2 separate regions of the Sus scrofa genome follow, and region 1 is linked to region 2. Evidence: chromatin contacts called from public promoter capture Hi-C data. All regions are on one chromosome and are shown on one strand. The core of a region is the stretch at or near the end of the contact, and the rest is flanking DNA. Distances in the headings are between cores, read along the strand shown.

What was found. Promoter capture Hi-C pulls out the DNA fragments that hold promoters and counts their contacts.
Region 1: a promoter capture Hi-C map of liver shows a contact between it and region 2, with 3 times the contacts expected there. The contact joins the promoter of TIMM17B here to the enhancer-like site in region 2. A contact is called at or near these places in 1 of 5 promoter capture datasets (liver), 5 of 47 Hi-C or Micro-C datasets (embryonic fibroblasts, heart right ventricle, liver and 2 more) and 1 of 2 datasets of contacts at active chromatin or transcription factors (alveolar macrophages).

What each region holds. Positions count from the first base shown.
Region 1 is chrX:42,973,997-42,980,023 of Sscrofa11.1, forward strand. It overlaps TIMM17B (mitochondrial import inner membrane translocase subunit Tim17-B), which reads right to left and starts at 2,291. Exons shown (of 6, transcript XM_003360308.4): 1 at 1,877-2,291; 2 at 920-1,019. The coding sequence starts at 2,049. It overlaps PQBP1 (polyglutamine binding protein 1), which reads left to right and starts at 2,650. Exons shown (of 6, transcript NM_001246668.1): 1 at 2,650-2,735; 2 at 5,918-6,027. The coding sequence starts at 2,669.
Region 2 is chrX:42,842,629-42,848,731 of Sscrofa11.1, forward strand. No RefSeq gene overlaps it. Among named protein-coding and RNA genes, the nearest start is that of GLOD5, 31 kb to the right of the region's middle. Within about 2 kb of position 4,238, at least 70 of the 83 cell types and tissues checked have an H3K27ac peak or open chromatin away from gene starts, as enhancers often do. A contact at or near this core is called in alveolar macrophages, embryonic fibroblasts, liver and 2 more, where this site is marked.

The DNA of each region.
Region 1 (6,027 bases), core at 1,041-3,540, 130 kb after region 2:
TAATAGAGATAATAGGATGAAGAGATCTGAGAGTGGCTGAGCAGTCAGTAAAGGCCTCTTTGGGGTTGGGGGCTGAGACCCTGAGGAAGAGAGGGAGAGAGTCGGGCAAAGATCCAGAAAAGAGAGTTCCAGAAGGTGGGAGAGGGACAGGGCTAGAGAGAGAAATTGCAGAGACTCTGACATTAAATGGCATTTCAAGTCATGACATTTGAGGAGTTCCTGTTGTGGCTCAGCGATAATGAACCCAACCAGTATCCATGAGGACTCGGGCGTGATCCCTGGCCTTGCTCAGTGGGTTAAGGATCCAGCGTGGCCCTGAGCTGTGGTGTAGGTCGCAACCGTGGCTCAGATCCCGCGTGGCTGTGGCTGTGGCTGTGGCCGGCAGCTGTAGCTCCAATTCGACCCCTAGCTTGGGAACTTCCACATGCTGCAGGTACGGCCCTAAAAGACCAAAAAACCCAAAAAGTCATACATTTGATGAGATCTCTCAGGAAGGGGGAGGGGGGAGTTGTTCAGAGAGACAGAATTGAGTATGTTCAATTAAAAGCATATTGTCAATTTTAAGGCTGTCCTCCTCCTGCCAATTAAACTCCTATCACTTCCCTCTAGCCAGGCTTCCAACCCAGAGTCTGTCTTTAGGTAACATCTGTCTGGCTTTGCACACACACCTTTAAGTTTTGTGATGACAAAACCTTTTGACAGCACAGCATTTCCAAAGAGGAGCTCCAGTTGGGTGGGGGGTGAGGGGCAGAGGTCATGTATGCAGTTCCCCCAAACTCCCAGATCGTGGAACCAGGCCTGGCACACAGTAGGTGGGCAGGCACCAGAATGATTAAGTGCCCGTGACTGGCACTCCAAGCGGTTTTCCCATGTGGGCGGGGCAAGACCCCCGCACCACCCAAGGAAGGTCAGGACTCACGACAGGGGCATTGCGGAAGCCCTTAATGGCCTGGAAGACTCCACCGCCGATAACACCCATAGTGAAGGCTCCACCGCAATCATCCACAATTCGCCATGGGCTGCAAGCGGGAAGGGGAGGATAGGGTTAATGTGAGCCCTCCCCCATTTTATGTCACAAGGACACTTTCCAGCTGGGAGAAACTACGTCACTCAAATGGGGAGCAGCACTTCAAATAATAAAGAGGGTATTTTCCTCCATATTCTCGCAAAGAAACAGTGCGGAAGGGGGAAAAACATTAGTCGTTGCCCTTGTCCGCCCCTCTCCTTCACAGCCAACTGGTTTACTGCTAGCAAAGATTAAATGACTTGATTGCAAGCAAAGAGTGGGCACGTTTAAATAAGCGCTACGGAAGTGTTAACAAGCTGGCACTGTAAAGTACAACGGGGGTCGCACCCCCTCCTCCGACAATGAGCTCGTCCAGCCACGCTCTTCCCTTTCTTCACCTTGCACGAGGGAGGAAAAACCTAGCTGCAGACCGTGGGGACGATCCGACACCCCCTCCTTGCCCACAGTGGGCTCACCCAAGCCCCGCCTCCATTCACCAAAGGGACCTGGGAAAAACCACGCGCGGTAACCCTGGGGATTTCCGCCTAGCAACACACCACCCCCCGGCTGGAATGGATTCGACCAACGTGTCTCTTTCCGTTAACAAGAGGGACCGGGGACAAGAGTCAAGGGAAACGTGGAGTGGTTCGTCCTGCACCGCACCAGCTCCTTCAAGCACACAGTTGTGGCCCCTCTTAACGGAGCCCAAGTAAGGAAACAAGTGGACGGGAGCGGAAGGAGACAACAAACGTTTAAAAGTCTCCCGAGTCTGGGACGTGGCGCTGTGTAGCCAGCGCCTCCCCCGCCCGCCTCCCACCGCTGGCCGTGGCGCCGCAGCAAGAGTCCCGAGGCCTGTGCCCCTCGCCGTACCAAGGCTCCCGAGCGTACTCCTCCATGGCGCCGGCGTCCGGCCGCGCAGTCTGGCTAAATCCCGGCCGGGCCACACCCCCACTGTAAACGCACACAGGCGCCCGAGCTTTCCACCTATTCCAAGGTAATGATTGGGTCCTTTCGCCAGACGTCAGGCCAAGGCGCACTCTCATTGGCCAGTTAGGTTTCCGTCATCTGTTCTCTGCAGCCCGAGCGTCGCCCAGTTACCTCTGGCTCAGGGAGAGAGGGCCTCATTCTTTCCCTCAGGAGAAAAAGAGTCGTGGTCCTGGCGATCATAAAGGCGTCGAGAGAGAGGCCGACAGTCTGACAGCCTTCCGCAACCCGCGTGACTGTATTGGTAATGTCGGGGTGGGCGCATTTTTTGGAGCTAGAGGAAACCCTGCTCCCCCCACCCCTGCTCCTTGGTTCCTTCCACCCGGCAGTCTTTGGGGGACGTTGGGTGAGCCCATTTCTGGGGCGCGGGGGAGCGGCGCTTGGCCCCTTCGGCGATGGGTGGAGCCTAGGCCTGGGAGAGGAGGCCTGGGAGAGGAGTCCTGTCCCGGAGCACCCCGCCTGGAGAGGAGAGTTGGCGAGAATTTCGGTGATACTGCCGTTTATCCCTTCCACCTTTTAGCGGGTAGGTTCTGTTGCCCAGCTCCTGGTGCAGGTGGGTAGGTGGGAGTCTAGATGAGTGCATGTTGGGGAGAGGCGCTTGCTTACGAGCTCCAGATTCAAATCCTTATCTGAACTGCTTTCTCGTCTGTCCTTCCCTAGGTCTGTCTGCTACCCGCTATGCCGCTGCCCGTTGCGTTGCAGACCCGCTTGGCCAAGAGAGGCATCCTCAAACATCTCGAGCCCGGTGAGAGAGCTAAGAGCAGATGGGCCTACCATGTGCCAGGCTTGACAGGCACTTTGTTGTTGATATTGCCACTCGATCCCTAGTATGGGCCTACTATATACCAAGCAGTGGGCTGGCAGACATTTTGTTGTAAACAATACGTATTCCTGACGCCGATTCCTACCGCGTGCGCGCGGACGCCTACGGTGGGGGTGGGGCAGGGAATAGACATTTCAGCTTTAGTCGTACCTAATACTGACAGCTGATGCTTATCTTGGATCTTCATACGCCAGATTTAATCCAATCGATCCCTGGAAGAGTATCTAAGGATATTAATAGTAAACTGACATCTATTACAGCCTCTTTTGGACCAAATACAGTGGGAGGAGGCTGATATTTTGTTCTTTACCATACTAGTAGGTAACATTTTTTTCAGATCTACTGTAGAGCCAGGTACTGTTCAGGCGATATATACCGACTTGTTCACCAGTTCAATAACTGACATGTATTTCGGGTCTGCTTAAGTGGCTGGCATATGCATTATGGTTTACAGTATGTAAAATAATGGTAGGGGAGTTCCTGTCGTGGCGCAGTGGTTAACGAGTCCGACTAGGAACCATGAGGTTGCGGGTTCGATCCCTGGCCTTGCTCAGTGGATTAAGGATCCAGCGTTGCCGTGAGCTGTGGTGTAGGTCGCAGACGCGGCTCGGATCTGGCGTTGCTGTGGCTCTGGCGTAGGCTGGCAGCTCAGCTCCGATTGGACCCTTAGCCTGGGAACTTCCATATGCCGCGGGAGCGGCCCAAGAAAAGGCAAAAAAACAAAAAACAAAACAAGGATAATGATAGGATCTGTCATTTTGGCCTGCTGTGCTGCCGTTGCCAGTATTTATACCTTACTGTCATTACAGTAAAAGTTGGCATCTATTTTGGGCTAAGGTGTGGCCGTGTACTGGAAAACTCATTTTCACTTTATTGACAGGTGACATCTATTACAGGTTTGTTGTGTGCCAAGCATAGATCTTTGGTTAATAATACGGATAATGGTCATTGATATTTATTTTAAGCTTACTGAATACCGGGCCTTGTGCCCGTGGTACGTTTCTTACTAACAACACTAATGATTATAGCTGATGATCTATTTTGGACCTATTGTGTGACAGGCACTATGTTATTGCTGAAATAGACATTTCATTGTTAGCTGTATACACAGTTGAAACCTGTGATCGGCCAACTGAGGTCCAGGTACTCATGTACCTTTTTTAAAATGTTTGGTCTTTTTATGGCCACACCCACGGCATATGAAAGTTCCCGGGCTAGGGGTCGAATCAGATCTGTAGCCGCTGGCCTATGCCACAGCCACAGCAATGCCAGATCCGAGCTGCATCTGTGACTTACACCACAGCTCACAGCAGTGCCAGATTCTTAACCCACTGAGCAGGGCCAGGGATCAAACCTTCGTCCTCGTGGATGCTAGTCGGGTTCGTTATTGCTGAGCCACAATGGGAACCCCCACTCATACACCTTTTTTATTCTGTTGATAGTAACTGAAAACAGTTGCAGGTCTCAGGAGCTGAATATATTCAGAGCAGTGTTTGGATAAATGCCTTGCTCTCCAAACTTGCTACTCAATATACTAGAATCAGAAACTCCCTATTTGCCAAGCTGGAGAACTGAATGAATTTGGACGTTTTTAGATAAAACCTTTGCTGTTCAAACTAATTTTGTCCAAATAGGTTTGGATAGCGGGGAGTTTCCGTCATGGCTCAGTAGTTAACAAACCTAGTTAGTATCTATGAGGACGCGGGTTCAACCCCTGGCCTCACTCAGTGGGTTAAGGATCTGGCATTGCCATGAGCTTCAGTGTAGGTCTCAGGTGGGGCTTGGATCCTGTGTCGCTGTGGCTGTGGCCTGGAGTGGCAACTACAGCTCCAATTTGACCCCTAGCCTGGGAACCTCCACATGCCACAGGTGTGGCCTTAAAAAGACAAAACGATACATAAAAATAGATTTGGGGAGTTCCCGTCATGGCGCAGTGGTTAACGAATCCGACTAGGAACCATGAGGTTGCGGGTTCCGTCCCTGCCCTTGCTCAGTGGGTTAACGATCCGGCGTTGCCGTGAGCTGTGGTGTAGGTTGCAGACGCGGCTCGGATCCCGCGTTGCTGTGGCTCTGGCGTAGGCCGGTGGCTAGCTATGGCTCTGATTGGACCCCTAGCCTGGGAACCTCCATATGCCGCGGGAGCGGCCCAAGAAATAGCAAAAAGACCAAAAAAAAAAAAAAAAAAAAAAAAGATTTGGATAGCAGGGTGTCACATACTGTCTGAACACAGGAACTAAACAAACATGGATACACGTTTTTTATTTAATTTTTATTTTTTTTAGGGCCACACCTGAAGCATATGGGGGTTCCCAGGCTAGGGGTCTAATCAGAGCTACAGCTGCCAGCCTACACCACAGCCACAGCAACGCCAGATCCAAGTGGCATCTGGGACCTACACCACACACAGCTCAGGGCAATGCCAGCTCCTTAACCACTGAGCGAGGCCAGGGATCGAACCTGCAACCTCATGGTTCCTAGTTGGATTCATTTCCTTGCGCCACAACAGGAACTCCGGATACACTTTTTTGTTTTTTTTGCTTTTTAGGGCCGTACCCGCGGCGTGTGGAGGTTCCCAGGCTAGGGGTCGAATCAGAGCTACAGCTGCCGGCCTACGCCACAGCCACAGCAACGCCAGATCCGAGGCATGTCTGTGACCTACACCACAGCTCACGGCAACACTGGATCCTTCACCCACTGCGCGAGGCCTGGGATCGAACCTGCAACCTCAGGGTCCTAGCCAGATTTCGTTTCTGCTGTGCCATGATAGGAACCCCTGGATATATTTTTAAATGCATCCCTATCTAAACTCTGAAACCAGATAAGTCTGAGTAACAGTATGTCATAATCTTACCTGAACCCAGAAACCGAACAAAGTTAGGCAGATTTATTTTTGTAAATCCCAATAGTCAGATACTCGCATTTACAGTGTGAGCAGTATTTGCCAGGGGCCCGTGAGACCTCCCCCCCCACACACACTCACACACTCGGTCCATGTGAATGTGAGTGTCTCTCCAGGCCCTGATTGCAGGGTAGGAACATGCAGCCCCCATCCTTACGGCTCTCTTTCCCCGCCCCCCCCAACCCCTGCCACCTTGTCCTGCCAGAACCAGAGGAAGAGATCATTGCCGAGGACTATGATGATGATCCAGTGGACTATGAGGCCACCCGGTTGGAGGGCCTGCCACCAAGCTGGTACAAGGTGTTTGACCCTTCC
Region 2 (6,103 bases), core at 2,988-5,487:
CCGTCAGAAAGTGAGAGCAATTTTATGGCTGGTTTTCTCAATAAACCTTTACATCTACAGGGAGGGCAGGTGAAAGTGAGGAGAAAGCTGAAATTGGGAGTTCCTGTCCGTGGCTCAGCAGGAACCAACCAGATTAATATCCATGAGGATGCAGGTTTGATCCCTGGCCTTGCTCAGTGGGTTAAGGATCCCACAGTTGCCACAAGCTGTGTGTAGGTTGCAGATGCAGCTTGGATCCTGTGTTGCTGTGGCTGTGGTGTAGGCTGGGCAGCTGTAGCCTAGCCTGGGAACCTCCATATGCTGCAGGTGCAGCCCTAAAAAGACAAGAGAGAGAGAAGGGGGGGGGGGGAAACAGAGCGAGAAAGAAAGAAAGAAAAGGAAAGCTAAAATTGGTAGAGAAGTAGCAGTCACTCAGTTTAACCAAAAGAGGGGGACATCTGGTATCTTGTGGGTCACACAATGACCTTGTTTTTGTCCATGTTTAGACCACATTAAAAAGTGGCTTTGAGGAGTTCCCGTCATGGCTCAGTGGTTAACGAATCCGACTAGGAACCATGAGGTTGCGGGTTCAATCCCTGGCCACGCTCAGTGGGTTAAGGATCTGGCATTGCTGTGAGCTGTGGCGAAGTCTCGGAATAATCCTGTCTGAGGTTAGTGGTCTGTGAGACTGTTCATGTGGATTAGGAGAATAACATAGCCTAGCTATGGGTCCTGGGACAGCTTCTGGATGCTGGGAGATGCTCCCTCCCTCCTCTGCATTACTTCTCATGCTAAAGATGTTATGGGCGGACCTGGGTCTCCTCCAAAATCCCATGTGGAAGTCCTGAGCCCCAGAAGCTCGGAATGGGACCTTATTTGGAAATGGGGTCACTGCAGATGCAAGATGAGGTCATACTGGAGGGAGGCGAGCCCTTCATGCGATATGACTGGTGTCTTTATCAAAAGGGGAATTGGAGCACAGACACCCACAGGGAGAAGGCCATGTGAAGATGAAGGCAGAGAGAGGGGTGATGCAGCAAAAGCCAACAAATGCCAGACGGCCAGCAAACCACCAGAAGCTTGGAGAGAGGCATGGGACAGATGTTCCTCAGCCCACAGGAGGAACCAACCCTGCGGACACTTTGATCTCTGACTTCCAGCCTTCAGAACTGTGAGAAAAGTAATTTCTGTTGTTTGAGATACCTGGTTTGTGGTCCTTAGAGCAGCCCTAGCAAACGAGGACTACATCCTCCATGACAAAGAGTTTTCCAATCCAAGATGTCAATAGGTGTGGGATGGTCATTTTTTTTTTATTACTCAAATGAATTCATCACATCTGCAGTTGTATAATGATCACAACAATCCAATGTCACAGGATTTCCATCCCACAGCCCAAACACATCCCCCCACCCCCCATGGGGTGGTCATTTTGTAATGTGTACACATATCAAATCACTATGCTGTGTACGTGGAACTCAGCAATTATATTCCAATGAAAAAAATGCATTGTTCATCGACTTATTCTTGATTTGGGGAAAACTCATCAAGAATATCAGATCTGAAGAGTCACAGTCTGAGGTTTCACTTCCATAATAAATTTCAGCAAGATCCCCCCAAAATCATCAGTAGTGCTAAAGCCGTGGACCCTTGCCCTAAATACAGAACCCAAAAGTACTCACTAACCTCAGGACCTCTGATAAAGACCAATCAAAAGTAACTGAGAGGGAGTTCCCGTCATGGCACAGTGGTTAACGAATCCGACTGGGAACCATGAGGTTGCAGGTTCGATCCCTGCCCTTGCTCAGTGGGTTAAGGATCCAGTGTTGCTGTGAGCTGTGGTGTAGGTTGCAGATGCGGCTCGGATCCAGCATTGCTGTGCCTGTGGCAGCGTAGGCCGGTGGCTAGAGCTCCGATTCTAACCCTAGCCTGGGAACCTCCATATGCCGCGAGAGCGGCCCAAGAAATGGCAAAAAGACAAAAAAAAAAAAAAAAGTAACTGAGAGTACACAGATCTTTGGACATAGACTGCCAAGAACTCAAAAAGCCCTCACACACTGAACACAGAAGTCTCAACTGTTCAAAGATGACATGCCCTTGAGAGACCCCTAACAAGTCAAAGACATCATTCTATGGGACAGAGACTACCAGGAAGATGAAAAAACGTAGCATCTAGAGACATCACAGATGAGACACAGAACCCAAGAGAGCTCTGGGTCAAAGATCTCAGCTATTTCATACCTTGGACACACACCAAACAGGTGAACAACAGCTTAGGAAAAGTATCATTCATTTCCAGCTTTTAAAATCGTATCATGGTTGGAGTTCCCGTCGTGGTGCAGTGGTTAACAAATCCGACTAGGAACCATGGGGTTGCAGGTTCGATCCCTGGCCTCGCTCAGTGGGTTAAGGATCCGGCATTGCTGTGAGCTGCGGTGTAGGTCACAGATGCGGCTCGGATCCTGCATTGCTGTGGCTCTGGTGTAGGTCGGTGGCTACAGCTCCGATTCGACCCCTGGCCTGGGAACCTCCATATGCAGCGGGTGCGGCCCAAGAAATGGCAAAACAAAAAAAAAATACAAAAACAAAATTTTTTAATTAAAAATAAAATAAAATAATATCATGGTTATGTATGTTCTTTACATTAGGGGAAGCTGGGCAAAAGTTATACAAGAGCTCTGCACTATTTCGGCAATTTTTTCTAAGTCAAATGATTTCAAAATAATTTTTAAAGGGAAAAAGATCTAAGGACATAAAAAGTAACTTATAAAGCTTAAATACATCGTTCCACAAGCTCAGAAAACAACATTAAGCCCCTTTCGCAGTCCAAGAAATGCCAAAAACCAAAAGTCAGATTCAACTTTAAGAAAGAACAAAAACCAAAACCCTACACTTGCAAAGACAAGGACCCTCAAACAACTTAGAGATTTCACACCCTAGGACAGAGACCCACAAACATCTGGAAGACCTAAAACCCCTGTGATGCAGACCTCAAAATAGCTGAGAGACTTCACAATTTGTTCAGAGATGCCCTGCCCTGAACTGAGATTCCAACGCAAGTCTGAGATTTGACATTCCAGACACAAGTCCCCCAAACTGCACACAGCACAGGAACCTTATGAGTTGACTGACTTGAGAACCACTTTCCTCCTACTCACCTACACTCAGCCGAACATCTCCCCAGCCTGATACTTAAAATCCCATCATTAAAAAGTTTACTCCTTTAAGTCTCGCCCCTCCCCCCGCCTTCAAAATTCTCCTTTTAATTGCCACACGCCCCTCCAGCTTACAGCATGAGATCATGCATTGCTCTCTAGCCGGGTATGGCCCAGCCCCTCACCCTACTCCTTCATACATGCACTGCCCCACACCCCAACTCAGGCCTGGACCAGAGGGGACAGGAAACTTCCAAGTCATCCTCTCCGGAGGGAGGAAGGGATGATTTGGAGGAGGATCGTGAGATCGCCTTGAACCTTCTCTGCAGGACTCGGACCTACAGAGGCAGCCTGTTACACGGATGTCAGAAGCCCTGGAGAATTTTTTTTCAGTGCTGTTGTGACCTGGGAGTGGATCCAGAAATCAATATAATGGGATGCAATAAGCATTGTTTTAAAAAGAGAAAGAACAGATAGAAGAGAATAGAAAAGATTACCCGACACAATCTGTGTCAGCCAATAATGCCAGCTTCTTTTACAGGTGCGGAAACTGAAGTTCCTAGATGGGATTCGAACCTACAGTCTCCAGTAGCCAAAGCCCTGCCTCAGCAACCCCAAACGCCAAACCGAGAGCCATAGCGCCTGCGCCAAACCAGTAGCCAATGACAGCCTGGAGCCAGGGGGATCCGGCTCATAGCCTGTAAGAGATTTGGGAAAACCTCTGTACCCTGGAAGAGCTTGAGTAGGCAATCTCACGGCGGCCAATCATAGCTGAGGGCAGGACTTGCTCCCACCCTACTCACCCAGCAGCCAATCACCGCTCCAGCTACCGCCTTCCAACCCCACCCCCACCCCACCCCGCCGCTGTTGATTAGACTCGGTAGAACCAACCCAGGCGGGACCAAATGAAAGGTCATGGTGATGGCGGCTTCCAGATAGGTGGAGGCTCCAGGTTGAGGGTGGGGTTCCCCCCACATGCCTGGCCTCCGAGGCCAAGGTCGGTCAGGGCATCGCCATTCTCTCCATTTGGGGCAGGGGCTGATCCATGCGCAAAGTCTTAGGTGTCCTCACATGCACAGTGGTTTCTTCCAAAGTACACGGCCCCCCCCCCCGTCCCCGTGGTACCTCCCAGAGTGGACTGTCCCATCCCGCAAAGGTGTGTCCAGGATCTGCAATGTCTCATCATTAACTATTCATTCCCACCCCTCACACTGCGTGCGTGACCTAAGAAGGGCTATTTCATATCAGTTTTCCACTGATGTTGATATCATGTCAATTGGTTCACGCCAATACAACTAAGTAGATATTTCTCTTTCACATCTTCCTCCCCCTGCCCATGTTCCCTCCCCGTCTCACTCTCACATATCTCCCCAGTGGACCATCCCAAATCTGATGAGCCTGTTGAGAGCGAGGGCAAGGGATCCAACCCCTTGCTGCAGTCCTGGCCCATAAGGAGGTTTCATTTCTCCCAGTGCTACTGATGAAAGTGTGAATTTGTGTGCCAACATCTATCGGAATAAAAAAAATGACACACCTTCCCACTAGGATGGCAGTACCTCCAGGATGTATATGGATTTCTGTTTCCTCTGTGTCTCTGCAGCACTTAAAACGGTGCTTTGCACACATTAGGTAGTCAAAGTAGGGACTGCTAAATAAATGACTCCTCTGACCTGGCAGTTCACTTCTAAGTATGTGTTCTAAGGAAATACACATGCACAGGTCTGTGCTCACAAGAATGGAAGGAGCACGCAACTAGCGGGGAAAGAGTGATTCATGTTATACTGTCACGTACAGGCTGGCTGTGAGATGGAATGAGACCTCAGCACTGGAAACGTACCCCAAATGGCTCAGGAAATATCCCATCATTGGACACAGAGCACAAAAGAGCCTGGAGACCTCACCCCATGGGGCACAGAGTCCAAAACAGTTTAGGGATCTCACACTGTGGACAATGACCACAAAACAGCCTAGAGACCTCATACTCTGGCCAAAAGCTGGCAAAAAAGCTCAGAGAACACACAGTTAGTTCATAGATAGCATCCTTCAGTCTCAGACTCCTACAAACATCTCAGAGACTTCACTCCCTGGGACATTAAAACGTCTCCACACTGGGATGTGAATCCCAAATGGCTGACATACCTCACAGCGCAGACACAGACCCCCAAACAGCTCAGAGACCTCACCCCCTGGGATTTACCTTAAAAATCCCAGCCAAGAAACTATTGCCTTTGGAATGGATGAGCAAAGAGATCCTGCTGTATAGCACTGGGAACTATATCTAGTCACTTATGATGGAGCATGATGGAGGATAATGTGAGAAAAAAATGGACATATATGTATGTGTGACTGGGTCTCTTGCTGTACTATAGAAAATTGACAGACCACTAAACCAGCTATAATGGAAAACATAAAAATCATTACAATAAAATTTTTTTTTCAAAAACAAAAATTCCAGCTAAGGAATTCCTTTCATGGCTCAGTGGTTAACAAACCCAACTAGGATCCATGAGGATGCAAGTTCGATCCCTGGCCTCACTCGGTGGGTTACGGACCCAGCATTGCCGTGAGCTGTGGTGTAGGTTGCAGACACAGCTTGGATCCCGAGTTGCTGTGGCTGTGGCGTAGGCTGGCAGCTGTAGCTCCGATTCAACCCCTAGAGCCTGGGAACCTACATATGCCATAGGTGCAGCCCTAAAAAGAAAAATAAAAAAAAATCCCAGCCAAGACCTCACCCTTTTGATATGGACCACAAAACAATCCAGAGGCCTAGACACAAACAGAATGAGGGTGTCACACATGTACCCGCTGGAGGAACCGTCTACAGGACATGCTGTTGGAGTTGCCGTCGTGGCTCAGTGGTTAATGAACCCGACTAGGAACAATGAGGTTGTGGGTTCGATCCCTGGCCTTGCTCAGTGGGTGAAGGATCCAGCATTGCCGTGAGCTGTGGTATAGGTTGCAGATGCGGCTCG